Linked DNA regions of Mus musculus: region 2 is linked to region 1. The links are chromatin contacts, called in public promoter capture Hi-C maps. All regions are on one chromosome and are shown on one strand. The core of a region is the stretch at or near the end of the contact, and the rest is flanking DNA. Distances in the headings are between cores, read along the strand shown.

Region 1 (2,621 bases), core at 64-2,563:
TCTGTAGACCAGGCTGGCCTGGAACTCAGAAATCCACCTGCCTCTGCTGGAATTAAAAGCGTGCGCCACCACCACTGGGCTTACTTTTTCTTTTGTACAATCACATGATCTGAATAATTAACTATTTTTTTTCTAAATTTTATATTTACTTCATTCCCTTACCCAGGGAAGAAAGAAACCATTCAGAACAGAAGAAACAAGCTCATTGGAGGATGTAAAACTCCAGAAAAATTGCAGGAACTGGAGATTTTGAGATAGGAAAAGACACAGATGACAGGCACCCCAACTTGATGTATTCTTGTCCTCTCTAGTGAGATAATGGTAGCTCCTGGAATTCTACATATTTCATCATAGAGAAACTTACTTAACAGTGACTTGGATCATTTTATGTTCATAATGAGAGCTAAAGACAGTTGTGTTTTCTTTTAAAGTCACAAAGAAAAGACCTAACAGTTTGACTTAAATATAGTGGCATTGCTGGGTGTGGTGGCAAACACACTCAGGAGGTAGAGTTAGGAGTTTGAGGCCTGCCTGGTCTGCAATGTGAGTTCCAGGACAACCAAGGCTACACAGAGAAACCATGTATCGAAAAAGCAAAAAATATATAGAGGCATAAGCCTTGTGAATCACATTACTACCATTTTGGGGGAGGGTTATCAATTTAACATTTTTGAGAATGTTTAAACTTTTCAATATTTAAGGGCAAGACTGATTTAAAACCGTTTTGAATAAGACTCCAAAATCTCTCAGGACCTAGATTTTCCTGTGTAATTTAATTAAGTCTTTTAGTCTTTAAGTCTTAGTTCACAAACTCCTTTCCAGTCAAAACTGTATATTTGGTTTCCTCACTGAATTGCAGACTTCTGAAGGTCATGACATTTTGACCTTAAATGTTTGCCATGAACCGTTCCCCAGTTATACATACTATATATGCAATAAATTCAGCGCTGTGCAGAAGGGTGGCGATTTTGCCCCGTGTTCAAAACGGCTATATTTCAATGAATACCTGTCCTTTAGTTAATAACGTTGACCTGCCTGGGGAAGTGAAATCGGGAGTCACGCGTCAAGCGCGCAGGGGACCACAGCAAGAGCTCGCCCCGCCTAGCCGCGGTCCCAGCAGCGGTCCCTGCTACCTGCCGCTGGTCCAGGCACTGCGGGCGTGGATGGACAGCGAGAGGTTAGCAGCGGCCCGCACTGCTCCAGCGCGGTGCGGGAAGGCTCACTATGACGCGCACGCGCGGCCGAATCGGGGCGCGAGCTCGGGGCCGAACGCGAGGAACAGTGCAGGGCGGCGCGGGGGCGCGCACGCGCCTGAGCGCGCGCCCGGAGGGGCGGGCTGGGACTTTCGGCTGCCGGGAGCCCGAGTTCCCTTCCGCTTCCGACGCACTGTCCGCCAGCCGGTGGATGTGCGGCAACAACATGTCCGCTCCGATGCCCGCCGTTGTGCCGGCCGCCCGGAAGGCCACCGCCGCGGTGAGTGGCGGCGCCCGGGCCTGGGGCACCAGCGAGACCCAGGCCGCCGCGCGTGGATGCGTCCGCGCCGCCCCGCGGGCTCTCCGGGGTCGGGCGGGGAATCGGAGCCGGCGGGGCGCCGCCTGCCTGCCTAGCACTCTCACCCCCACCCCTGAAGCAAATTCCGAGGTCCAGTGCTGAAACAGCCGACCTGCAGCGGGAGTGTCTGTCCTGCCGCAGGAGCTCAGATTAACTTTTGCTCCCGGAAACTTTTGTGATGAAAAAAATTCGACTTTCGTGACTTGACTTTAGAGACAGCTGTCTTTTATCCGACTGTGTGAGACCTCTGAGTGCTAAAACGAAGGGGTATAGAAATTAAATAGCTTGTGGAATAGTGTTCTGTTGTAAGTTTTTAGGTCCTTCATTGGGTTTTATAACTTAACAAAATCTGTAACAGTCCAGTGTGTGCTTATTTTGTCTTATTCTCTTTTAGGTTATTTTCCTTCACGGATTGGGAGATACAGGGTAGGTGCCATTGTTAGTACCTAAGGAGATGGGGTCGTGCAGCTACTTACTGGTCAAAGGGTTGTATGCTGAAGAAGGCTGACATTGTAGGAACAAGTATTTTCTCAAGGAGATCAGCTTTTCTGCTTACAAACACCCACAATTTCCCCCTTATCTTGAGTTTCTCGTCTTTGAGATTGTCTCTGGAACATGTTAAAATTGTTAACTGCTCTTTGGATGTGAATTGGATACCAGAGGAGTGGAATGTTTGCAAAGGCAGTGTGCAGTTTTGGAGCAGGTTGAGAAAGACCGGTTGATTCTGTTGAGAGAAATAGCAATAACATGAAGCATAAGTCCCAGATCAGAGTGCAGATGATCCCTTAAAAGAGAAAAATCAAAGAAGGTGGGGCCACAGCTCAAAGATTAATTTGGTGGCTTATCAAACCCATTTTGCTTTTGTGGTTCTGGAGAAGAAACTTGAGGTCAGTGTGTGCCGTGTGGACACTTCACCAGTCCCTGACCGGACTATGCAGCACTAACTTTAGCTTAGGATTTTCTGTTATTAATCCTTGGGTTGCCTTCTGTTTAATTGAGTGATTATCTGGCTGAAACTTGTGTTGTATAAGATTGTCAAACTTTTACAATGAAACTGGGGAGATGGTTTA
Region 2 (2,621 bases), core at 49-2,548, 66 kb after region 1:
GACGCCCTCTTCTGAAGTGTCTGAAGACAGCTACAGTGTACTTACATATAATAAATAAATCTTTAAAAAATATTAAAAAAAAAAAAAGACCAAAAATCACAAGCCGGTTGTGGTGGTGCATGCCTTTAATCTCAGCACTTGGGAGGCAGAGGCAGGTGAATTTCTGAGTTCGAGGACAGCCAGGGCTACACAGAGAAACCCTGTCTCAGCAAAAAAACAAAACAAAAACAAAACCAAAAAAAAAAAGAAAAACAAAAACAAAAAAAAAAATAGAAGGCCAAAAATCACTAAATAGGACTTCATGAACTTAAAAAGCTGTGTGACAAAGCACATCATCATTTAGGCAGAGGGTCAACCTAAAGAATGGGGAATACAATAATACATTTGACAGAGGGTTAATATCTAGTATATATAAAATTAACTAAAAAATACCTAAACATAAAGAAACCCAATTGTAAAATGGGGTGTAGAGCTAAACAGTTTTCAAAAGATTAAAACACAAATGATTAAGAAACAAAAATGTTCAACATCTTTATCCAGAAAATGCAAATTAAAATCACTTTGAGATTTTCTCCTACCATAGTCAGACCAGTCAAAGTTAATTAAAAAATAACAAACATTTGCTAACTTATTTATTACTGGTGCAGACTGGTACATCCACTGTAGAAATTATTTTGAAGGTTTCTCAGGAAGATGAGAATAGATCTACCTTAAGATCCAGTTATGCCTCCTGGGCATATTCCCAAAGAATTTTTACATCTTACTACAGAGATACTTGCTCATCCATGTTCATTACTGCTCTATTCATAATAGCCAGAAATTGGAAACAGCCTAGATGGCCATCAACTAATGAATGAATAATGAAAATGAGATATAGTTACTGTACCGGCTAGTTTTGTGTCAACTTGACACAGCTGGAGTTATCACAGAGAAAGGAGCTTCAGTTGAGGAAATGCCTCCATGAGATCCAGCTGTAAGGCATTTTCTCAATTAGTGATCAAGGGGGAAAGGCCCCTTGTGGGTGGGACCATCTCGGGGCTGGTAGTCTTGGGTTCTATAAGAGAGCAGGCTGAGCAAGCCAGGGGAAGCAAGCCAGTAATGAACATCCCTCCATGGCCTCTGCATCAGCTCCTGCTTCCTGACCTGTTTGAGTTCCAGTCCTGACTTTCTTTGGTGATCAACAGCAATGTGGAAATGTAAGCTTGATAAACCCTTTCCTCCCCAACTTGCTTCTTGGTCATGACGTGTGTGCAGGAATAGAAACCCTGACTAAGACAGTTACATAATGGAGTATTCAGCTGGTAAGAAAATGAAACTTAATGGTAAATGGATTGAACTAAAAGAAAAATCATCCTGAGTGAGGTAACCCAGACCCCAAAAGACAAGTATTGTGTGTTTCTTCTGGTATGTGAATGTTAGTTTTTAAGCCTTTAATATGTGTGCTACAGTTCAAATAACCACCAAGGTTAGGTACCTAGCAAGGGACCAGGGAGGGGAAAATCTCCCAAGGAAGTAAAATAGTGTTAAAGAGAGATAAAGAGGAAACTAAAATAGGAGGACTTAATAAATAGGGAGAGGAAAGGAATTACTAGGGGGACTACTAACACTAAATGCTGTCTGAAAAACCATATGGAAACCTACTGATGCTTCCTTAAAATAACTTATGAAAGGGATCTAAATGCAGTCATCAAATAATAGTGGAGACAGTGCCTTAACCAGGCATCTTATCCTGTCAAGTCAAACTTTCAGTGTCAGGAACACATTTATCTTGTTGAGTTATTGGCCAAAGGGCTCCTGTGGAATCCCCCAAACATCCCAGGCCATTGCCAAGCCTACTATGTTGTTCTCTACAACCTGACATTAAGACCCTGTTGCTGAAGACACTTAACAGACGTGGAGAAGTTGATCTGGTGCCTGACTAGAAGCTTCACTCCTACTGTTTATGGTGCTGGTGTGATACTGAAGGGGAAAGATATCAGTATCACCCAGCTACAGATCCTGTGACCTGCCTGTAAAATACCACTTGTACAGTATTGGTACAAGTCTTATGGAAGGAAGGAATCACTCTTTTTTTTTTTTTTTTTGGACTTGAGGTCCACTTCATGAGGTGAAACCCATATTTGAAATTGATAAGTGGCCAGGGACTTGAGATAGGTCATGGACTTAGCAGAAAACCTAATACTATTGTTTCACTAAAAGAGCAGTAATAACAACAACAACAACTTCTTCTTCTAGTAGGATTTTTTTTTTTTTTTTTTTTTTTTTTTTTTTTTTTTTTTTGGTTTTTCAAGACAAGGTTTCTCTTGTGTAGCCCTGGCTGTCCTGGAATTTGCTATGTAAACCAGGCTGACCTCAAACTCAGAAATCGGCCTCTGCCTCCCAAGTGCTGGGATTAATGGTGTGCGCCACCACTGCCTGGCTCAGTAATAACTTCTAATGGCACACACATTGCTATACTCAAAGATCGGTTCCTCATTTCACTCAGCTCACATCAGAGAAAGTTCTTTTTATAATAGATAGTATTTATACAGAGACCTACAACTGGACAATATGTAGAGAGAGTGTGAGTTTTGTAGTCCTAAATGGGACGCCCTCATCAAACCCTTTTCAAAGCTTGGGAA

Evidence for each region. Promoter capture Hi-C pulls out the DNA fragments that hold promoters and counts their contacts.
Region 2: a promoter capture Hi-C map of macrophages shows a contact between it and region 1, with 8 read pairs. The contact joins the enhancer-like site here to the promoter of Lypla1 in region 1. A contact is called at or near these places in 10 of 39 promoter capture datasets (3T3-L1-derived adipocytes, the HPC-7 cell line, epiblast stem cells and 7 more), 7 of 484 Hi-C or Micro-C datasets (CD8 T cells, LSK cells, the N1E-115 cell line and 4 more), 2 of 115 datasets of contacts at active chromatin or transcription factors (both in embryonic stem cells) and 4 of 9 other capture datasets (adipose tissue, liver, macrophages and 1 more).

The regions. Positions count from the first base shown.
Region 1 is chr1:4,806,510-4,809,130 of GRCm38.p6, forward strand. Lypla1 (lysophospholipase 1) reads left to right here and starts at 1,314. Exons shown (of 9, transcript NM_008866.3): 1 at 1,314-1,473; 2 at 1,946-1,977. The coding sequence starts at 1,405.
Region 2 is chr1:4,872,258-4,874,878 of GRCm38.p6, forward strand. The region is part of intron 2 of Tcea1 (transcription elongation factor A (SII) 1); the gene reads left to right. Among named protein-coding and RNA genes, the nearest start is that of Tcea1, 16 kb to the left of the region's middle. Within about 2 kb of position 1,299, at least 17 of the 459 cell types and tissues checked have an H3K27ac peak or open chromatin away from gene starts, as enhancers often do. A contact at or near this core is called in macrophages, where this site is marked.